Linked DNA regions of Mus musculus: regions 2, 3, 4, 5, 6 and 7 are each linked to region 1. The links are chromatin contacts, called in public HiCAR-type and promoter capture Hi-C maps. All regions are on one chromosome and are shown on one strand. Each heading gives the region's core, a stretch centred on a gene start, on an enhancer-like site or on the middle of the called end of the contact. The rest is flanking DNA. Distances are from core to core; before and after follow the strand shown. Region 1 holds the start of Echs1 (enoyl Coenzyme A hydratase, short chain, 1, mitochondrial). Region 2 holds the start of Drd4 (dopamine receptor D4). Region 3 holds the start of Phrf1 (PHD and ring finger domains 1). Region 4 holds the start of Eps8l2 (EPS8-like 2). Region 5 holds the start of Lrrc56 (leucine rich repeat containing 56). Region 6 holds the start of Irf7 (interferon regulatory factor 7). Region 7 holds the start of Rnh1 (ribonuclease/angiogenin inhibitor 1).

The links. Promoter capture Hi-C pulls out the DNA fragments that hold promoters and counts their contacts. HiCAR-type assays count read pairs that join an accessible place to other places.
Region 2: a promoter capture Hi-C map of hippocampal neurons shows a contact between it and region 1, with 3 times the contacts expected there. The contact joins the promoter of Drd4 here to the promoter of Echs1 in region 1. A contact is called at or near these places in 2 of 39 promoter capture datasets (cranial neural crest and hippocampal neurons).
Region 3: a contact with region 1 is called in a promoter capture Hi-C map of liver, with 3 times the contacts expected there. The contact joins the promoter of Phrf1 here to the promoter of Echs1 in region 1. A contact is called at or near these places in 10 of 39 promoter capture datasets (3T3-L1-derived adipocytes, the C10 cell line, the HPC-7 cell line and 6 more) and 11 of 115 datasets of contacts at active chromatin or transcription factors (astrocytes, differentiating embryonic stem cells, embryonic stem cells and 4 more).
Region 4: a contact with region 1 is called in a promoter capture Hi-C map of liver, with 5 times the contacts expected there. The contact joins the promoter of Eps8l2 here to the promoter of Echs1 in region 1. A contact is called at or near these places in 1 of 39 promoter capture datasets (liver) and 3 of 115 datasets of contacts at active chromatin or transcription factors (astrocytes, embryonic stem cells and pancreatic cancer cells).
Region 5: a contact with region 1 is called in a HiCAR-type map of astrocytes, with 4 times the contacts expected there. The contact joins the promoter of Lrrc56 here to the promoter of Echs1 in region 1. A contact is called at or near these places in 10 of 39 promoter capture datasets (cranial neural crest, embryonic stem cells, frontonasal cranial neural crest and 4 more), 1 of 484 Hi-C or Micro-C datasets (embryonic stem cells), 8 of 115 datasets of contacts at active chromatin or transcription factors (T-cell acute lymphoblastic leukemia, astrocytes, embryonic stem cells and 4 more) and 2 of 9 other capture datasets (embryonic stem cells and pancreatic islet).
Region 6: a contact with region 1 is called in a promoter capture Hi-C map of embryonic stem cells, with 4 times the contacts expected there. The contact joins the promoter of Irf7 here to the promoter of Echs1 in region 1. A contact is called at or near these places in 3 of 39 promoter capture datasets (embryonic stem cells, hippocampal neurons and liver), 1 of 115 datasets of contacts at active chromatin or transcription factors (embryonic stem cells) and 1 of 9 other capture datasets (adipose tissue).
Region 7: a contact with region 1 is called in a promoter capture Hi-C map of hippocampal neurons, with 5 times the contacts expected there. The contact joins the promoter of Rnh1 here to the promoter of Echs1 in region 1. A contact is called at or near these places in 19 of 39 promoter capture datasets (the 3T3-L1 cell line, 3T3-L1-derived adipocytes, the C10 cell line and 11 more), 1 of 15 datasets of contacts at CTCF or cohesin (large pre-B cells), 1 of 484 Hi-C or Micro-C datasets (the HPC-7 cell line), 7 of 115 datasets of contacts at active chromatin or transcription factors (the SCID.adh cell line, T-cell acute lymphoblastic leukemia, astrocytes and 3 more) and 2 of 9 other capture datasets (adipose tissue and liver).

What each region holds. Positions count from the first base shown.
Region 1 is chr7:140,114,637-140,117,715 of GRCm38.p6, forward strand. Echs1 (enoyl Coenzyme A hydratase, short chain, 1, mitochondrial) reads right to left here and starts at 1,785. Exons shown (of 8, transcript NM_053119.3): 1 at 1,671-1,785. The coding sequence starts at 1,758. It also overlaps a transcript of Paox not described here.
Region 2 is chr7:141,290,514-141,293,477 of GRCm38.p6, forward strand. It overlaps Drd4 (dopamine receptor D4), which reads left to right and starts at 1,505. Exons shown (of 4, transcript NM_007878.3): 1 at 1,505-1,800. The coding sequence starts at 1,525.
Region 3 is chr7:141,226,989-141,230,078 of GRCm38.p6, forward strand. Phrf1 (PHD and ring finger domains 1) reads left to right here and starts at 1,800. Exons shown (of 18, transcript NM_001081118.1): 1 at 1,800-1,903. Gm51460 reads right to left here and starts at 2,628. Exons shown (of 1, transcript XM_030243134.1): 1 at 1,218-2,628. The coding sequence starts at 2,223. The coding sequence ends at 1,735.
Region 4 is chr7:141,337,503-141,340,555 of GRCm38.p6, forward strand. Eps8l2 (EPS8-like 2) reads left to right here and starts at 1,500. Exons shown (of 21, transcript NM_133191.2): 1 at 1,500-1,556. It also overlaps a transcript of Deaf1 not described here.
Region 5 is chr7:141,192,518-141,195,532 of GRCm38.p6, forward strand. It overlaps Lrrc56 (leucine rich repeat containing 56), which reads left to right and starts at 1,613. Exons shown (of 13, transcript NM_001172064.1): 1 at 1,613-2,100. It overlaps Hras (Harvey rat sarcoma virus oncogene), which reads right to left and starts at 1,487. Exons shown (of 5, transcript NM_001130443.1): 1 at 1,323-1,487; 2 at 313-464; 3 at 1-103. The coding sequence starts at 423.
Region 6 is chr7:141,264,981-141,267,840 of GRCm38.p6, forward strand. It overlaps Irf7 (interferon regulatory factor 7), which reads right to left and starts at 1,444. Exons shown (of 10, transcript NM_016850.3): 1 at 1,410-1,444; 2 at 643-1,064; 3 at 397-559; 4 at 95-311. The coding sequence starts at 656.
Region 7 is chr7:141,167,231-141,170,262 of GRCm38.p6, forward strand. It overlaps Rnh1 (ribonuclease/angiogenin inhibitor 1), which reads right to left and starts at 1,706. Exons shown (of 10, transcript NM_145135.3): 1 at 1,446-1,706.

The DNA of each region.
Region 1 (3,079 bases), core at 535-3,034:
TCTAGGAGATCTGGAGGGCCAACCAGCTCAGACTTGGGGAGTGCAGCCCACAGACTTAAGGTGAGGGAGGTAAACCTGAGAGTGAAGGTCTGTGTTCTGGGTGATTTGTTCCGTTGTAACTTAAGTGTGAGGTACGTTACTGAACAGTAGGCTGTCTACCATTCCGGGAAGCAGGACATGACAGCCAATCCAGGTTGGGATTCAGGAGGAACCCTTGCCCCAGAACGTGGTTAAGAATTCACAGTGGACCCAGAAACTTAGGATACCCAAGATATAAGATACAATTTGCTAAACGCATGAAACTCAAGAAGAACGAAGACCAAAGTGTGGACACTTTGCCCCTTCTTAGAATTGGGAACAAAACACCCATGGAAGGAGTTACAGAGACAAAGTTTGGAGCTGAGACAAAAGGATGGACCATCTAGAGACTGCTATATCCGGGGATCCATCCCATAATCAGCTTCCAAACGCTGACCCCATTGCATACACTAGCATGATTTTGCTGAAAGGACCCAGATATGGCTGTCTCTTGTGAGACTATGCCGGGGCCTAGCGAACACAGAAGTGGATGCTCACAGTCAGCTATTGGATGGATCACAGGGCCCCCAATGGAGGAGCTAGAGAAAATACCCAAGGAGCTAAAGGTGCAACCCTATAGGTAGAACAACATTATGAGCTAACCAGTACCCCGGAGCTCTTGACTCTAGCCGCATATGTATCAAAAGATGGCCTAGTCGGCCATCAACAGAAAGAGGCCCATTGGACTTGCAAACTTTATATGCCCCAGTACAGGGGAACGCCAGGGCCAAAAAGTGGGAGTGGGTGGGTAGGGGAGTGGTGGGGAGGGTATGGGGAACTTTTGGGATAGCATTGGAAATGTAAATGAGGAAAATACTAAATAAAAAATATTAAAAAAAAATTCACAGTGGAGTACTAGAAGTCTGTAGAGGAGTTGAGCCAAGGAGTGGGAAGGGAGGAACTATTCAGCTGGCTAGGAAGGAAAGTGGGTGTGTCGGTATGGGCTACGCTGATTGGGTGGCTTGAAGGACACGATCAGGAGAGACTGTGGAAACAGCAGAGACTAGACAGGAGGCACTATGGACAAACCTTTCCCAATACCCAGGCTGTCTTACTTAACCTACTTTCACATTCTCTTAAAGCTACCTAAACACATGGGATTTCACAACCAACATGCATGTTCCCAGCTGACACTCATAAAAGTTCGAGCGTTGAGAAGCTATTACACCCAGAGCCCTCCCACTAGACATGGCTTCGAGGTGCTAGGATCTGGCTGGGCTTGTAAGGTGAGACTAAGGTCAGACTGAGGAGCGGGGAACGGGGTAAGGAATTGGGAAGGGGTCAGTCGAGCGCTGGAGTTGGAGGCTCAGAAGGAAGATCACCAAGCTAGAGTCAGTGGTCACTTGCAGGAAATCTGGGTTTAGTGTGGGGATGCGTACTCGAATCCAGGGTCCAGGTACTTCAGAGTCAAGTGTTGGGAGTGCATGCTTGTGGAAGTAGGGGGTCAGACAAAAGATCTAGAGTTAGGAGAGAAGGGCCAGGATCAAGTGAGGATGCGTGCAGGCCGGGGTTTAGGGACCACCCAGAGGTTATGGGTGGAGAAACCACCCAACGTGGGTGGGGTGACGCACCCCGCCGGTGTCCGCACTCACCCGAGGCGAAGCGCCGTAGTTCTGGGCAGCGGACTGAGGACAACAGTGAGCTACAGGCTCTGGGCAGCAGAGCACGCAGGGCCGCCATGGCGGAGAGACGATGTGTTCCGCCCACAGAATCGCCCCGCCTGCAGAATCGCTCCGCCCCAGATCCCAGGCGGGATGAAGACGGAAGCTTAAGGGGTGGACCCGTGACCTGAGCGGGCTGGTACAGAGGGCGGGGTGGGGCAGCGTGGGGTGCTGGGCTGCGGTTCTTGGAGTAGTCTGTTAATTGCATCACTTTGGTGGTGTGCCCTTGGCGGGTGCCCGGTTTACGAAGCCAGACTGGGAGACATGGCTGTGCCCTTTCCCCTGTGATGGCCGTATGCTTTCGTTCTTGACCAGGGGAAAAACTACGGGAAGACGCGATCACAGATACAGTAATAAAGCATAAAGCGGTAAAGTGCAAGACGGTTTTGTTTAGCTTTGTGTGAGGGTCTTACTTCATAGCCCTGGTTGGCTGGAACCCTCCTTATGGGCCAGGCTGTTTCTCAATCTCACAGAGATCCATTTGCCTCTGCCTTCCAAATGCTTGGATTAAAGGCATGAGCCATTATACCCTGCTCCAGAGGTATTCTTTACATGACAACTGACTAGCTTCATAACACCAGGTTAGAAATAGCTGTGATTTTACAAGATGAGAAGATTTCACATAAATTTAAAAGAAAGCCAATGTTTTGTTCACGTAAATTATCTTGAATTATAACTTAAAAATATTTAGCAAGTATTATCAGGCCTTCATTTGTATTCTTGCCCTGGTCCTGCAAACCCTAGGATAGAGATAAAGGACAGAATCTCCAGACAAAAGCAAGCTTGATACTGTTATGCCGGGAAGTTTGTGAACCCCAAAAGTCCACCAAGGAGCCTTTTCGATGTAATAGTATTAGGGTCTCTATTACAGGCTCAGGCTTGGGCCCTCTCCTCCAACTCAACCCTGACACAGCAGGACAGGAAGGGAAGGCAGAGAAGCCTTGAACTCTCATCTGGACAGGGCTTTACAAGAAATGGAAGGTAAGAGAGGGGGTGTCCATCTTGGAAAGTATCTAACTGAAGGTCTATTGTAAGCCGACTGTATTCAGTCACAAAGGGTCTGAAAGTGCATCTGAAACAATCAGGCTAGTCTTTGTTTTACTGTTGTTAGGAAGTAGCTACAGAGTAACGCTGGCCAAGGACAAGCCATGGGGTCTTTCCTGGTACGTGGGTACAACCTGGGTTCTTCTGTAGGTCAAGTTCTCAGGCTTTTTTTTTTTTTTTCTTTTAGATAGAGGCTGGTCCCAAGATGGAGTAGGTTTGGATTCTCAATACTTTAAAGAAAACAATCCAAACCAGAATAGAACAGTCAGCAAACTTTATTTCAAGACTAAGATAGA
Region 2 (2,964 bases), core at 255-2,754, 1.2 Mb after region 1:
GGGAACTTTTCAGTTATATAAATGCCAGGGCCCCGAGAGGTGGGGTGTGGTGGTTGATGTTTGGGGGAGCCGGGGTTGGATGCTGTCTGTTAGTAGTCTAGTAGTCATGCTCAAAGAAGAAATAAAGGGATCTCTCCCACCTCCCCTCTCTCTTTCTTTTCCTCCCATCTAGTGATAGGGGGTGTAACAGGGGGAGGGGAGATAAAGGGTGGGAGAGAGAAGAACCCACAAAGTAGCAAATACCAACTACAGTCTACCTCCACTTGAAGATAGCCCTTTAGTCACAGGACTCCAGGTAATCTCTCTCAGCATTAGTAAGCCCATATACAAAAATTCTTTCATCAGCATAGTCCCCAGGTACTTTCACTGCAAGGGCTCCCAATCTTCCAGGGACTGTCCTTGCTGCTGTCTCTTCTCCTGTCCTGATTCTACAGTGTCCTCTCAACCTGTGCTGTCCTGTTCCAGCCTAGGTTCCTGTGCTGGCACAGAGAAAAGTATGGCCTCCAGATGTGGCTTGGGAAAAGAGCCCCCATGTGAGAGTTCTCTCAGCTCAGAGAGTCCTTGTCAGGTAACCCTGGTAGTCAGCGTGCCATACAGTATCAAATGCAAGGAAGCTGAGGGTCAAGATAGGAAGTGGGGTAACCACTCAGCGGCCCACAGAGGATGGTTAAGGCTTAAGGCTGAACCAGACATGGTGGTCCACACTCTTTAATTCCAGCACTCCGGAGACAGAGGGGAGGCCGAAGGATCTGAGTTCAGTGCTAGCCTGCTGTACAGAATAAGTTCTAGGACATACGCAGGGAAACCCTGCCTTGAAAAGTCAACAACAACAATAATAAAATTAATAATAATATATTAGATAAAAAGTTAAGACTGGGCCTTGGAGGTGCCAATTATCAATTTCACCATGGTCCGCTTAAGCACTGACTGATGGAGACTTGGGAAGAGAGATGGTGAGAAAAGTAGGGCCAGCCAAGGCCTGGATCCCAAGAGTTGCTGCACATCTGCCCACAGAGAATGAGCTTGGTGTGCTGCTCAGTATTGCTAAGCCCAGAACCGTTAGTGAAAGAGGCGAGGAGCCTTTAACCTGTTCCAGAACCAGAGCTGATGGTTTCCCACGTGGGAAGGACCCCAGTGCAGGAGTATAGATAGGTTCTCCACATCCTCCAAGGTATCTTGGAGAGCCGCTTTTGACAGGTAATTTAGTGGCCTGTCTCCTGGCCAGGATGGGATGGCTGGCTCTGACGAATCTGGTCCAGACAACCTGCTTTTCTACCTAGGTTTCTGGAAGCACAAACTAGCCCCGATGAGGGGACACATCAGCCGCTGCTTAGCCTTTTTATGCCAGTCACTTCGCTCATTTCTCTTGAATTGAAGCATTTCTCCCTCTGCCAATTTCCTAGAGTTCAGAAATTCAAGCCGGGGCGGGGCGGGGCTGGACGCGCTGGGGGCGGGATTCCGGGTAGCCCCTGCCTGCAAATCCCCAGGCTCAGCGCCTCCCGGAGCGGGTTCAGCAGTGGCACCATGGGGAACAGCAGCGCTACTGAGGACGGTGGGCTGTTGGCCGGGCGTGGGCCAGAATCCCTGGGGACTGGCGCCGGGCTTGGGGGCGCGGGCGCGGCGGCGCTGGTGGGGGGCGTGCTGCTCATCGGCTTGGTGTTGGCAGGGAACTCGCTCGTGTGCGTGAGCGTGGCCTCCGAGCGCACGCTGCAGACACCCACCAACTACTTCATCGTGAGCCTGGCTGCTGCCGACCTCCTCCTCGCGGTGCTGGTGCTGCCTCTCTTTGTCTACTCCGAGGTGAGCCTCGGTGCGCTCTTCCCCTACCTCCACTGCTCCCAGCCCCCCAGCCCCAGCGCAGTTTCGCGCTTGGACCCTCAGCCACCTTGAGCCAGGGTGTTTGCAGGGACGTCAGGTCTCCTCACTCCTGACTATCCACTCTCTCCCGCTCTTCAGAATCTTTCGCCTACTTTTCCTCTTGTCCGTCACCCTACCATCCTCTGGATTCCTTCCTACTCTGTCTGAGAGCTACCTACCCAGAGAGGACTCGTGTCCCTAAAACCAAGAATCGCAGAAAATTGTCCTTCCTATTTAAGCCCTGGCTTCCACTGCAGAAATGCTGCATCCCCCAGCCTGTGGCAAAAAACAGCTAGCTAGACAGGCGAAAGTGCAGACACGCAGCATCAGCATCACTACCGATGACTACTGCCTTTTGGGAACACACACACACACACACACACACACACACACACACACACACACACACCCCAGCCTGTGCCAGCTCACTCTCACCCTTCGGAAGAAGCCCAAAGCCTGCAGCCACCCAGCTCCCAGGAGCTCGGAGCAGCAAAGGGTGAAGGCAGAGAGGCCTGGGCAGGATACTGAACCTGAGGGGCCGCTAAAGGGAGTGGGTTCAGGACCTTTTGGAGACTCCTGGAACACAGACACCCCAGATCAGGTCTGGCTCGTAGGTGGGTCTGCTGTGGTTACTGGCAATTCTTATCTGCCCACGGTTTGGGCAGGGTGGGGTGGGGTGAATGGTATTTCTAAAGAAGACCCTGAGTTCTGGAGCTGGAGCAGAGGCCAGTGGCCACACTTGACCCCAGGTCCTCCCCAAGGCACAGACGTCACTGTGATGATTCTTAAGCTCATAATCATCCCAAATCAGTGTGAAGGGATTTGGGGACGGCTGGTTTGAGACGGCTGTGTGCTCCTTTGCCCTTGAAAAAGAACACTCCGTGCAGCAGATTCACAGACAGCCCGGCGAGGTCTTTGTATTTTTAGGACACATTTGTCCTCAGGACAATTGCCATGTGTCCAGCAAGTGAAGAGACCTATCCAAAGCCCCACAGCAGTGACAGTTCATGCAGGGAGGATAACTCGAGTCTTGGAGGTGGGTAGGATTTGTGTTTAGGGGGCCAGGCTTAAGAATTTAGGGCCTCCTCTCCCCTAGATGTTATCAAC
Region 3 (3,090 bases), core at 550-3,049, 1.1 Mb after region 1:
CAAGACTGATACTCTCAGAGTCTCAGATGGGCCTTACTCCCAGCCCCATCGTTTTTGAGTTAAGAGTCTCATGTAGTCTAGACTGTTTTTGAACTCCCTGTGTATGCAAGGATGACCTTCTATATAATCTTGCCTATGCTTCCATATCTAATTTATTTTGTGCCAGGGATGAACCCATGGCTCTGGGCATGCCAGTCAAGCACCCCTCCATCTTAACCACCCCCCTGCTCCCAGGTCCTTTCTTTCCTTTGAGACAAAGAGGGTCTCTTTGTAGCTCTGGCTGTTCTGGAACTTGCTATGTGCTCCAGGCTAGCCTTGAACTCACACTGGTCCGCCTGTCTCTTCTGAGAGTAAAGGTTATGTCACCCTGTCCAGCCCCAGATCCCTTCTTGATGTATGTGTTTGCTTCTCCTTTTCTTGTTTTCTTCAGTACCCTACCCTTGAGTTTCTTTGTAGAATCTGGACTTTTTAGCACTGAAAGTCCCAGGTTCCAAAGCTGGTCCCCACTACCACCACATTTTATCTCCAAGGCAGCCTTTTGTCCTCTGCTCTCTGGGGATAACCCTAGCTTTCCCTCTTCTAAGTAGACTCCTATCTCCTCATCTTCATATTCTTCCTTCCCTCTCCTCCCTGCCCCTCTCATCCAGTTTCTCAGTAAATCTACAGTCTGTCTTCTCCTCCTTTCTTTTTCTTTTCTTTTCTTTTCTTTTTTTTTTTTTCTTTCTTTCTTTCTTTCTTTCTTTCTTTCTTTCTTTCTTTCCTTTTTTTTTTTTGTTGTTGTTCTTGTTGTTTTCGAGACAGGGTTTCTCTGTATAGCCCTGGCTGTCCTGGAACTCACTCTGAAGACCAGGCTGGCCTTGAACTCAGAAACCCGCCTGCCTGCCTCTGCATCCCAAGTGCTGGGATTAAAAGCGTGCACCACCACTGCCCGGCTACAGTCTGTCTTCTATTCCTATCAAAAGCCATCCCTTCTGAGCCACAGTGGTCCCTGGACCACAAAATGGGCAGTTGAGTCCAGTGAGCCATGATTGCCACCTGTTTAGTACCTCAGTGTCCTCTGATCCCCTCAGCCTCTAGGTCAGTCTCAGTTTTGTGGGTCTGAATTTTCCCTGAGTCCTCTCATGGTTCTTCCCCTAATCCTATTATGCTCCATACTTTGACCCCTCTCACCAGGCCTTTATGCGTACTAGGCAAGAAAGTGTCCTACTGCCAGGCGGTAACCTCTAGTTCTGTTCTTTCTATTAATTATCTGTGCCATACAATTAAGTTCTTCACGGTGTTCACAAGTTACTGTGCCTCTCCTCGCCGGGCTGAAGGGGACGGAGGAGCTCGTATATACAGGATCCATCATGATTAACTGCATACTGGAAGGGAACCTGAAGACCCAGGGGACATCCTGAAGCTTTTCTCTAGCGCTCCTCCAGCCGCGGGCTGCAGTTAAGTCCAGCCACCAGGAGGAGGCGCTCACGGGAGGGCGGGACGGTTGTGGGCGGAGACGTGGTCCCGGGGCCGCTCCCATTCATCGCGGCGGATGGGGAGTCGGACTGTACCAACTGCATGGAGGTGAGACCCACAGCCTGGTTTAGTGCACTGGTGAGAGCTCGGACAGCACACGCTCAGCAAAACACTGCTCTCCTCTGACAGTACTTGTGATGGGCTAGTCGGTGTTCTGAGAGGAAGGGGACGCGCTAACGTCTCGTCATCCTCCGCCGCGAGTTCCTCCCCGTTTTGGCCTTAGTAGTTTCCACCAACGGGCAGGGCAGAAAGTTCCGGAAGAGTATGGGTGCACTTCCGGGTCGGGGAGCGCGCGGCGACGGCGGCGGCGGCTGACCGGCCTACTTGCGGTCGTGTTCGGACAGAGGCGGGATCGTCTAGGAGCGTCCGGGAGGCGCGAGGTTCCCGGGTACGTGCGGTAGCCGCTCTGGCCCGGTGTCCCTGTCGCGTCCGGCCGCGCGGGCCACCTATGGTGGCCGTACGCTTTGTCTGTGGCCTTCCGGGCCGGCTAGGCCTACGTCGCTCTGGCCGCGGGTCGGTCCGGAGGACGAGAGGGTGGCTGAGGCCTCGAGCTGAGCCCCGGAACGTCCGGCTGCGACCGGGAGGCCCATGGGCGTGGTGCCGGCCACCTGTCTGGTCATGCGGGAACCTGGACTGGTGCATAAGAAAGGTGTGACCCCTAGCTACCTGGTTTTCTGTCCTGATGGCCCTCGCCCTGGCCAGCACCATCTGAACTTGCCCAAATTGTGCTTGATGTCGCGATTATCGTTTTCCTTAGTTCGAGGAGCCCTCCCAGCATTCTCGAGTAGGCACCACTGTCGGAGCTTTACAGCCATAGTTCGGAGAGGTAAAGTCACTTGTCAGTGTTACATCGCTGCAGAGTGGCAGAGCCAACATTGCTTTCAAACCTGTCTTCCTGTCTTGTGTTTGAACCCCGGGTTGCTCCCATCGTGTCTTGAAAGGAGTACTCTGCAACAGAAAACAGTAACGTGTCTGGCGACTGTCATCTTGGCCAGTGGTTGGAAGCACAGTTGGAGTTTGAGATTGACTTGCAGCTCGGCATTCCTCCTTTCTCCCCATAGACCACTCTATACTCATTCCTCTGGGAAGAATGCTGAGTGAAAAGGGCAACCTGTGGCGTCACTCAGCACTGAGAGAAAGCCAAGACTTGTGTGAGTGAGGTTCACAGAGTTCCTTATAGCTCCTCTTTTCTGAAAACTGGGACCATGACCGAGGTCCCCGTCATGAATGGGCCAAAGCTCTGTGTCTATCTCAGTCTGCATTTTCTAATATCAGAGACGGTGTGTTTCAGCAGGAGTCTGTGGCAAATTCTCTGAGCACCAGGTAGACGTAAGATAGTTTATCAGAACTCTTCTCCCTTTACTGTTCCCAGGCAGGAGCAACATGTGACAATTGACATTCCTTAAGTTATGCCCTCTGTGTTTAGAGACCATCAGCTCTTCTCCTGGCCTTTGACCTCTTGGAGAAGGGTTTCGCCCTTCCCTGTGGCTTTGAGTGGATAGCCTGTGTGTTCTTGAGGCCGATGGACCTCTAGGATCTGGGGCCCCTGATCTTGAGCCCTATTTTTCAGCTTTC
Region 4 (3,053 bases), core at 250-2,749, 1.2 Mb after region 1:
TCTAGAAAGCCTATGAGCACTTCTCTCCACAATGTCTCTGTGGCTTGAGCAAGTATAGCCTGGGTAGGCAGAATGGGCTAAGGCCGGTGGGTCTGGAGGGCTCAGCCACTCCCCTGTTCTTACTGGCCACATGGAAGTGGCATTCACTCCATGTGACCCAGAGTGGACATCAGTTACCACCACCAGCTTGGGCTGCCTCACAGCAAAGGTTATGAAGACTGACCGCCAGCAGCACAAAGGAGCCATCCCTGAGTTGCATTGCATGTTTTCCACCCTTTACCCATCCCTAGCTCTGCCCAGGAATGTCAGAGCACACACATAAGCCTGCTCCTCCCATTACACAGCTGACCACTTGACCCCTGCTTGCTGGGCCAGGGCGAGGTCACAGGCAGAGCAAGATTGGACCAGTTCTGTGAGATCAGCAGTAAGGGCTATGAACCAGGAAGCCTCTCTGGGGTTCATCAAGAGCTGGGCTTGGGGTCCACTTCTGCCACTCCTCTGTCCAGCTCACCTGTGATGTCCCAAAGTGTGTCAAGTGGGCAACAAGCCAGGCTAAAAACTGCTGTTGGCCCTCAGTACCCCAGGAAGTGCTAACTGTCCAGGGCCCAGGAGAAATGTGCCAGGGCCCTGCCCTTCTGAGGCTGTAGCCTGGGACCCTGACTTCCTGGCAGCACCCACTTCCTCTGCCCCAACTCTGGGAACAATAGCCGGGGCCTTAGGGTCCCTGTTCACATAAGGGCAGTACCTTGGCTAGCAGGCCACAACTCTTGTTTATTTCCTCCTAGCCAGCTAATTGGCTGATCTAAATTCACCCAACCCTGCCCCAAGATGTCAAATAGCAAGGTGGGCAGAGTAGCTTTGAGGGGGGTTGTCAACATGGTGGAGACAGGTACCCTCTTCTAGAGATAGCTCATCCCTCAGGAGATGCTCTAGTGGATGGGGACTTTAAGAACTCCTGTATGTGAAGGAGGGAGGGGCCCCCACCAGGAGCTGAAAGCTCCCAAACTCAAAAAGCCTTGGACCCAATGCCCCAGGACTAAACCACTAAAGAGCTCTGTCCCGGTGCTACTTGGGGTGGAGGGTACCTGATGGCGGCTTGATTGAGACTTCCCCAAGGCTGCAGCACTCATAGGCTTCATCCAGTACTGCCCCTGCAGGCAGGCCCATGTCCCCATCTGCTACTGCAGCTTGGCCAGTTAGAGCAGCTGGGGCCGCACCCTGTTCTCCGGGGCCAGCTGCAAAGGGGCCCCAGGTGCTTTGGGGACCGCTGGGAGGGCAGTCAGAGGCAGGCAGGGAGGCAGAACCACAGTTGGTGTGGTGGGGGGGAATGGTGCCCGGGCCCGCCCCCTTCCTTCAGGCTCCCTCGTGCCCACTCCCGGGTGACTCGGTAACCTGTCGCTCAGGTTCCTCCTCGCACAGCCCCGCCCCGGCCTATCCGGCCCAGCAGAGGTCCCGCCTGTCCCGGGAGAGGGAGCTCCAGAGGCTCTGACAGACAGACGGCGGACAAGCTGACCGAGGGGCCTAACCAAGCACAGGCGCTGAGGGACGGAGCGCAGGTGAGCACTTCAGCCAGGGAATTTGCCAATCTGAGCCTCAGTTTCCCAGAATGGCCGTGAGATGTGGAGCTCTCGCTCGGGACTCTGGGTCTGGGCGCTTGGTTTGGAAGGCAAGCCAGAACAGAGAGCTGAGAGCACCTGAGAGTGAGGTTTGGGATGGCCCGGATCGGATCTCCGGACTCAGGACAGCTAAGCCTTGGCTAGGGGGGCTGCGGGTGTGGCGTGGGACGTAGAAACTTGGGGGAGAGGCTGGGCCTGACCCTTCCTTGGGCTTTTAGCACAAGAACCGCTCGGTTAAAGCCCGGTCGGTCCAGCGGGTGGTGGCCAGTGGTTCGTGATATTTTTAAGCCAGCGGTGTGTGACTCACTCGCCCTGGTCCCGGCCCCCTCCCAGCCCTGGGGCGGATGAGGGGAACCTGGCAGTTGACAAGAGAGGTGGTGAGGAAGGGAGGGCCTTCATCCAGCAGGCTGGACCTCCTTCAGGATCTGACCTGACATACCACCCAGGGCCTAAAGGTTGGCCTTTTCCTGGCTGTTTGAGCTCAAAAGAAACCCAGAGCCTGGGAAACATCAGGCTGAGTCAGTCAGTCTTCAGGTCAAAGTTGAAGTGTGGCCTCTCAGGGGATGAGGGTGGGAGATGGGGATAGATGTGGGGGTTGGGGATCAGTTGGTGGGAGGGGCTATGAACATCCATAGCTTGCCCGGGACCGAGAAGTCTGCGGTACTACACAAAACTATCGCTGGAGGCAGAAAAGGGCAAAACATGTCCACAGCCCACCTTTGCTATGTCCCCTGTGCAGCCCTCCTTGGCTGCTGAGGAGACAGGGCACTTCTGGGGCCTTTCCCACCCTAGACTCTCAGTGATCCTACTTTGTGCGTGGACTTCTCCTGGAGCTGTCTATTATCTAGGGCTGCTTTGCCCATTGCTCCCTCCCAGCCTGCCTGGGTCTCTTCAGATGCACCCATCCCTTCCCACGAACAACTTTCTGGTTCATCTCAGCCTCTGTTGCTCCCACCTGATGATTCCTGAACTTTGTCCCCAGATTAGGACCCAGCCAGGTCCTAAGGGACTCCCCCTTCCCATTCCAGGACCACACCCAGCTCCCACAAGGAGAGCCAAGAGCCCAGGTGACTAAGCCGACCCCTCCCCAAGGTCACTCAGTGTGGAGAGCTGGAATTTGAACTTGGAGCCAGTTCCTCCGCCCTCCTTGCCCTGCCGGGGCCTCCTCCCGTTCCACTGGTGAACCTACCAAATGCTCTAACACGCTGGGCCTCCCTTCAACCCGGAAAGTGGCTACAGTAAAACCAGCCTGAGCCCCCAGGCCTTCTAGGCCTGGGTGTTACATCTTCACCACCAATGGATTGTTTGGATTTCCTGCCTCCCTACCCCCACTTCAGCTCTAGAAGCCTCCAGGGAGGGAACCTTTTGCAGGGTAGAGGTAGCCCCAGCCTTATCCCTCCTACCTAGTCCTAAGGTCCTGGCCTAGATTTCCCCAAG
Region 5 (3,015 bases), core at 363-2,862, 1.1 Mb after region 1:
TGTACTGGTCCCGCATGGCACTATACTCTTCTTGACCTGCTGTGTCTAAGATGTCCAGTAGACATGTCTCCCCATCAATGACCACCTGTTTCCGGTAGGAGTCCTGCAAAACAACACGGCTTAGTGGGGGTGGGGGGTGGGGGTGGGGTCTCACCTCTCCTCAGACCAGAGAATCCACAGAACCAGCCTACACCCTTGCACCTCTCATACCCTGATGGATCATACCCCATAACACCTACAAGACCTGGGCTGTTTGGTCATTTACCCATGACCACTGCCACAGCCCACCTCTGGCAGGTAGGCAGAGCTCACCTCTATAGTGGGATCATACTCGTCCACAAAGTGGTTCTGGATCAGCTGGATGGTCAGGGCACTCTTTCCCACGCCTCCAGCGCCCACCACCACAAGCTTGTATTCTGTCATAGCTTCTACAGCGGCTGCCAATCCAGGAGCTCCTGCCCCACCTGCCAATGAGAAGCACACTTAGCCAAGGCCCTTGCCACTTGAGACGGCTAATAGATGCCTGACCCAAGGGCCCTCTCCAGCATTGAGCAGGCAGGCCTGCCAGTGGCCCAGTTGATCACCTGTGGCACCTTCAGCTTGAAAAGGGAGGACCCCACCCCCACCCCCCAACCTCCTCAAACAGCACTTAATGGCTGTGTGAGGAAGCAGGGAGAGGCCCCCAAGGCAGGGCTGACAGCTGAGAGCTTCTCCCAACCACGCACCCAAATTAGAAGTCGCTAGGTAGGCAGAAACCCTCAACTGGAGGCGCCTGAGGGCTGAGGCCACCCCCCAAAAAACAGGTCCTGCCACGGCGGCCTCGGCGTGCCCAGGCAGGCCAATGCCAGCCTACAACCGGCTCTGGCCCGCCGGCATGTGGGTGCAACCTACAACTATTTACTGAGCGCCTACTGCATGCCAGGCGCGGTCCCGGCAGCGGGGGGAGGGTGGCTGGAGAAGGACCCTGCCCTCCACTAAGACAAACCTTCCACAAGGGGCCAGGGAGCTTTCACAGAGGGGGGGAAAAACGGCTGAGGGTGTGGGAAGCAGGTGACTACAGGAACGCGAGGGATGGCTGGGAGCAGAAGGCCCTGGTTGGGGCCCAACGCGGGTGTCCTTGTGGCCCCGAGGCCCGAGCGTGATGGCCGCGGGGCGCAGAGTCTCCGGAGGCCCGGGCGGCGCCTCGCTGGGAGGACGGCCACAGGCAGAGCGAGTCCGGCCGCAGAGGCGGGCAGCCGGACGCTAGGCACGCTGCCGGGCCGAGAGGAGCAAGGAAGCACCGATCACCTGCGCCCCGCGCCCCACCCCGTGCCCGCACTCACCGCTTGCTGGCGCGACTGCCCCCGGGGCCGGGGCCGGGGCCGGGGCAGGGCGGGGGCGCGGACGGGCGCCGGCTGGGCCCGCGCATGAGCTCCGTCCGCGGCGGGTGCGGCTCGGGCTGCGGGCGCCGGGAGCGGACGGCGGGGACTTGGCCGGGCCCGCGCTCGCCCCGCCCCGCTCCGCCCCACGCCCGTCCGTCAACTCGAGGCGGCCCGTGATTGGTCGAACTCCTCCGCACCGCGACCTGTTGTGGTTGGCTGAGCAACCCATCCGTCAGAAGCCGAAGCTGGGCGGGGCTTCCTGGAGCCGCGGGGAAGGCAGTGCCGGAACTTGGGTCCTGCACTCAACAGTGATGTCTAGTGCCTAGGTGCAGAAGAGACAGACCGAGACCGTGCTTACGAGCCCGGGATTTCTCCGGAGAGAAACTGGTGCACGCTCGGGTTGCGTTGAGGACCTACTACAGAGCCTCCACCCTGCAGCCTCACCAAAGGCCCAAAGGCCCACGAGTGGAAAGGTCATCCCGACCGGGTATTGGTGTCGGGGACAGTCAGCACCGCGGACGCGGAATAACAGAGGAAGACAGAGTTCGCCGGAACCCCTAGCTGCCTGTTCTCGTAGGTCGAGGTGGAGCAAAGGCTCCATCCTGGGGCAGCGTCGGCCCATCACACCGCGCTCTTCGTGTTTTGGAGAAGACCCCCCTACCGCTCTCAAACTCGAGGTCCCAACACTGCAGAAGCTCATACTGCGTCCATTTGAAGAACGACCCCGAAAGTCAGAAAAGTTGGTATTGGGGCGAAATGAAGTGTTCCACCCACTCAAGCAAGTAGGGTACATCTGTGTCAGACGCAAATGACATGTTTTCAACACTTTTTGAAATTTCAAAGAAACGAATAAGCACGTCCTCAGAAAAACTCAGGCTTTTACTCAGGTCGTGCAGGCCTGGGGTTGCACGCTCACCCCGGTCGCCGCCCGGGGTGCAAGCTCGGCTTGTTCTATTCATCTAGCAGGCAGATAACCGAGAGCTGGCCAGAAGCCTCTCACGGACGGCTCTCTGAACCACCGTGAGTGCCTTCACTGCGTTCAGCCGTCCGGCTTGTCTCTTACTCTAGGGAGCATTTCCACCGGATCTGCCGCGTGTCCCGGCAACCGTTGCTAGGGGGCGGGGCTCATCTTACCGAAGCCCCGGATGCCCGCGGCTCACGAATATTTGGGTATTCAAATGAGCCCCGCCCCCGTTGCCATGGCGCCAGGCCTGCAACCCCATCGCGGTGGTAAAAATAATAATTAAAAAAAAAAGCCCTCACCTGAGAGAGCGACCGCCGCGGTGGAGGGGCCTAGTGCTGCGCCCCAAGTCTTGGGCACTCTGGCCCACCCCTCAGGTGAGAGCCTAGCACCTCCTCTCCATGTCCTTTGTGCTAGGGGGATCCTGGGCGACCCACGTCTGTGGGACAAGACATACAGGACAGAGTAAGCAATAAGTCATGAAGTGCAGTGGAAGGGGATCACTCTAACTAGAGAAATGTATCTGGGAACGGCAGGAAGTACAGGAGTTAGGGGTCGGCCAAACCTGCATGGAGGCCACGGAGGAGGACTAAGAAGAAAGGATATACTTAATGTTCTGAACAGAGTTCTTACCTTAGCCATTGTCTCTTGAGTATAAGATCTAGGGCCAAACACAGACCTCTGTATCTTTAA
Region 6 (2,860 bases), core at 194-2,693, 1.2 Mb after region 1:
TAGTTTCAAAAACCACAAATCAAACCATTGAAACCACCAAAATGACAGAGGCCATGTACCTCCCTGGCCCATCCCTGTTTGTGGCACTGCTCACCAGTAGATCCAAGCTCCCGGCTAAGTTCGTACACCTTATGCGGATCAACTGGATCCCCTGAATTGTCTTGGCGCAAGATAAAACGCCCTGTGCTGTGGAGTGCACAGCGGAAGTTGGTCTTCCAGCCTCTTCGCTCTCTTCGCTCAGCAGCCTCAGCCTCTGGGGGTGGCAGGTTAACTCCACTAGGTGGCCACCTCCCTCGGGCCACAGCCCAGGCCTGAAGGAGAGGAGAGAGCATGGGTTGAGGCTGGATTCCCCCAGGAGTTCTGGCAGATTATAAAGAGGGCAGGACTGGGTACCACCTTGAAGATCTGTGCATCTTCTTCATCCAGATCCCTACGACCGAAATGCTTCCAGGGTACGCGGAAGACTGTGCGAGCCTCGTTCAGCCACTGCAGCCCCTCGTACTGGCCGCTGCTGACCTCCCCCAATAGCCAGTCTCCAAACAGCACTCGCTGGACCCCCCTGCAGGCAGAGCAGCCACGCTGGGGTTAGGGCTAATGTAAGGGACACAGGACCCAATACAACCAGGGTAGACATGTTCTCACCTCACTTCAGCCATTGCTCCGTCTACACAGGCAGTCTGGGAGAATCAAAGTAGATGCTACTACTCTGTGATGCCTTGTAGTCACTGGAGCAGTCAGCTATTGCAAATAAGGCCCCTTGGGTGCCTCTATGGTTTTAGGTTGTAGCCACAGATAGTGTGACCAAGTTTCACAAATGTGTTTTAAACGTTACAAGTGTTGGTAACAGGTAGGAATTTCAGTTTCACAAGTGTGACCCAGGTATTAGGGTGTTGAGGGTCACAGATGAGGTTTGAGAACTTGTGGTCACCTAGGTTCAGAACTCAGTGTAGATTCCTCTGCCAAGGTGGCTGTAGATGTGACTACAGATGTAGCGGGAGCGCACACGTGATGTCACAGGTGTTAATCCAGCGTCCGAGCCTGGATGGGCTGTCACAGGCTGGACCCTGCGAAGACACAAAAGGGGCGGGCCCAGACGAGTAAAACGAAACTGCATCTCAGGAAAATGAAACCTAAACAGTCTAAACAGCGCCCGGTAGCTGCTGGCTTCCCGCTGTCTCCACTGTCTCCATGCCTACCAGTGCAGTCCTCAAACTACACCCGACCCTTACTCAGATCCCAATCCCTGCAGACCCAATTGCAAATCCTGCCGGGACGTCTGCCCTCCTGTTTCCCCCGAGCTTCTCTTCACTGCCCTTCACTGATCACTCACTACTCTGTAGAGGGGACAAGAATTTCCCCTGTGGCACTAGCTCACCTCCCTCCCCGAGTGGCCCAAGAGTCCCACATACCTGGTACCGGAGCCGCCGGGACGGGTTTTATCTCAGTGAAAAGGAGGGTGCCAGTGCTTTTATAGTACTTCGGGCAGAGGCGGGGCAGAGCCCAGGCAGGGTGTGGCTTAAGGGCTCCAGACGTCACTAGGGTGTCACTAGTTTGTAGCACTCAATTGCAAATCCTTCCCTCCTGTTCCCCCCCCACCCCCCAGCTTCTCTTCACTGCCCTTCACTGATCACTCTCTCAGATTCAGTCTTCCAGGCTCTTTGTAGATTCAATGAGAGAGGCTGACCCTGCTTTGGACAGAACAGCCATGTCTTGGAGGACAGTAAGAATAGTAAGTAGGTGGAGGTCTATCTGCCAGGCTCAGCCCCTGGTGGAAGTGTGGGAAAGGTCTTTCCCCAGGACCTCTTCAGGAAAGCACATTGGGACAAGGCAGGGATACCCACAACAGTCAGTAGGTTTTGTTTGTTTATTTGTTTTGTTTAGCTGGCTGAAAAAAATCTTAGAAAGTGGAGTCTAAAGAGAGACTATGGTACAATTTGGCTTAACACTGAGAATGGTACAGATAAGAATATACCATCTGGGGGCTGGTGAGATGGCTCAGCAGGTCAGAGCACGACTGCACTTCTGAAGGTCCTGAGTTCAAATCCCAGCAACCACAAGGTGGCTCACAACCATCCGTAACAAGATCTGACTCCTTCTTCTGGTGTGTCTGAAGACAGCTACAGTGTACTTACATATAATAAATAAATAAATCTGAAAAAAAAAGTAAACTGGGCATGGTGGTGCACGCCTTTAATCCCAGCACTTGGGAGGCAGAGGCAGGCAGATTTCTGAGTTCGAGGCCAGCCTGGTCTACAAAGTGAATTCCAGGACAGCCAGGGCTACACAGAGAAACCCTGTCTCAAAAAACAAACAAACAAAAAACAACAACAACAACAACAAAAGTATACCATCTGGGAAGAATATACCATCTGGACAGAGGTTGAAGCAGAAGGATTGAGGCCAACCTGTGTTATAGAGTAAGACCCTGGAAGCTGAAGAGGCAGCTCAATAGTTAAGAGCCCTGGCTGCTCTTCCAGAAGTCCTCAGTTCAATTCCCAGCAACCATACGGTGGCTCACAACCATTTTTAATGGGACCTGATGCCCTCTTCTGGCACACAACTAAATATATATAATATATCTCCACAGTCAAGGGTTGTGTCCATCCTTCTTCAGAGAATCTTTTGTTTTGTTTTGTTTTGTTTTTGTTTTTTGAGACAGGGTTTCTCTGTGTAGCCCTGGCTGTCCTGGAACTCACTCTGTAGACCAGGCTGGCCTCAAACTCAGAAATCCACGTGCCTCTGCCTCCCAAGTGCTGGGGTTAAAGGCGTGCGCCACCCACCATACCTGGCCAAAGAAGCTTCTTATTGCAGTGGGTAGACCTTTAGGGAAGGGGGTGTCCTTTATTCAGTGATTAAATTG
Region 7 (3,032 bases), core at 456-2,955, 1.1 Mb after region 1:
GCCAGGGAGCATGAAGCCTGGACACAAGCAACCACCTTAAGGGCAGGAAGGCACAGGACTCTGGGGGAAAAGGAGAGTATTCAGAGGCAGTCACTATAGCTTTTGCTTCTGTGACTTCCTTCTGAGTCTAGGGACTCAGGCCAGGACCAACTTCTCACAATCCTCAGCCAGCTCAGGCCCAGCCTGCAAAGGATCCAGGCAGTGTATCACACTAGGAAAGCTGGGACAAACAGGTTACAGGCTCTGACAACCTGAATAAGCATGACAGGCACTGGCTGTGGAAGGATGTATCTGAGGCCTAGAGACAAATACCCATGTCTCCACATTCCTAAGCAACTATCTGTCAAGCAAGCTAGCCTGGACAGCATGTGGGTATCCTGGAAGGCTTGAAAGAAGAGATCAGTGCTGTGCTCCTAGCACTGAAGGGAGAGCGGTACTAGGTTCTGTTTAAGAGAAACAGAAGTCACTTCAGCTGCTCTCTATAACAGTTACCGAAACTGGCAAACAGCTCTGTGTGAAGTTACAGTGCCTGGCACAACATGGCTTTACTAACGGGGTCTTCCCCTTCCTTCCCAGGGCTAGGAGGATACCCCCTTAATGCTAACCAGGAGCACTTTACACATATTGACACAAGGGCTAGTGACAGGGAAAACTGAGGCAACGGCAGAGATAACTCACTGTGGACATATAGCCAGGGCATGGAGAAACCAGTTAGCCCCACCCACAACTCGCCAGGGAGTAAAACCAGCACTGCCTGGATCAGATGTGTCATCCAAAGCCAGTCATCACTAGGGCACTGCCACTGGGGTGGGGTAGCTACAGTACTTCTAGTCACAGGTGCAACCCACACCTGCTCTCTTATGCACTACAGACTACAGGGTCCTAGAGTATCTACCTTTGAGGAAAGCACAGGACTGGACTTTATGGGAGGCAGGGTGCCAGCCAGTCCTGACGATCATCTGAGGTCAGGGGCAAGGGATGTGAAAGAACCCAGGCAGCTGGTTCTTCTCCCACACTCCTCCCCCTGTTTGGCCTTGGGACCAGGCAGGAGGTCCCACCAGCCTGGCTTAGAAGCATGATTCAGGCCTCTGCTTTGATGTGATTGGATATTGCTAACTAGCTGCTCCTAGCTGTTGGGTTAATCCTAGGATCTGAAGACACCCTCTTTGGGCCTTAAAGTGAGCGAGCGAACAGGTCGCTGGCGACGGAGCTATGAGGTCAGCCTTCAAGCACCAAGCAAGGCTCCTCTGAGGCACAAATGTGTCACCCTAAGGGAGGAACAGGCCTCAGAGACTCGCCGGGCCCGTGATCCCGCCCCCGCCCAATTTTTTGATCCCTCAAACCTTCTGGTCCAGCCGCTCTGCCACGTATTAAGAGGGCCAGGAAGGGACCCGAAAAAAACTCTCAAAGGCAGCCGGGCGCCCCGGAACATGGCCCTTGCTCACCTGGTGCCGCTGCAAGAGGTCCCAGACGATCCGTTTTCTTCCGCCCAGGGCGGGGCGTAGAGACTTTCGCCGCTTCTCTTTCTCTGGCCCCAACTAGCCTTTCACTTTGCCTACTGGAGACCGCCCACTAGGTCTGTCCCTCCCACATGCAGGCTGCACTTTGGGAACAGAACTTGACAAACCTGAGTCACTTCTTTGAGCCTGACTAAAAATACGTAAAATGATCCACAGCTGCCACGAAATGGGTGTGACTGTGATGAGAGCTTCTGGTATGAACACACCCATCTCTCCTACAGGCCGACCAGGTTTTCATGGCTAGAACAGTGTTCATTATGAACAGCCTTTCTCCCTGGGGATAGGGCTTGGGATGTCGAGAGCCTCTGATGCATGGGGCTCTCAAGCATTTCGTCACTAAGCATTTCTGATATTTGTCTTAAATATCGTTTATATATGAATGCTTCATCTGCATATATATCTGTGCATCGTGCCCAGGAAGGCCAGAAGAGGGTATCAGATTCTTGGGGAATGGCCACCATTCAGGTGTTGGGAACTACACCTGGGTGCTCTGGAAGAGCAGTGTCCTAAGCCATCCCTCCAGCCCATGTTTAAACTTTGTAACATACTCCCAAGTTATAGGATTTGCTTTTGGTTTCTGTATTTTTGAAATAAGGTCTTGATGTGTAGCCCAGGAGGGCCTTGAACATGCAGATTTGCTTCCTGAGTGCTGGGATTCTAGCACTGTGGAAAAAGTCAGCATTGAGAGTTTGTCACTCAGGAGCCCTGCTCTCTTGCACAAATGGCCACACACACCCTTGCCAAGGAACTGGCATCCATCCACCTAAGTGTTTGTTAAACACTTGTCATTTGCCAGATGCTGTTCTGAGTCCCTCCGGGAACTTTAATAATACAAGTAAAGGAGAGTCTAGCAGGCCAGCATAGGAAATCAGGAATTGTGTTCCCTAAAAGACCTGGGACAGGGAGCCCTGAAGGGAGAGAAGGAGGCAAAGAGACAGGCAAGAAAAGAGGCTGGAACTCAGCTTCATAAACCCTGTGCAGTGGCCACTACAGACAGAGCTTAATCTTCATCGCTGCAGAGCCATCCTCATGGAACCAATACCAACAACTGACCTGTGAAGTTGGGGATCAGTTCTTTGGGGAAAGATTAAAGCCTGCCCAATTAGAAGGAAAACTTTGGCCAGCCAGCCTTTATTTGTTGCTGCCATGAAGGAGAATTCCTGAAAAGAAGCTGTATCTACAGAGACTGGCTGATTAGAGTTTCAGTGCTGTGGAGAAATTGGGCTGGTGCAGTTCCAGAGGCTGCCTTATCCTGGGCTAGTTCTACCCCTCTAGAACAGCTCTTCCTTGCCTACCTGTGTTGCAACTAATATCTTGTGATCAGGCTGGCCTACAACTCACAGAGATGTGGCTTCCTCTTCCCCCTGACTGCTGGTAGGAAAGGCAAGTGTCACCACACCCAGCATCCTTTTGGAATCCTTTAGCAGACCAGTAGCTTCCACTAACCAAAAGCCAAGAATGTCATCAGTTGGCATCTTGGACTTACAGAAAAGCTTCCTTCCTCTTGTTGTA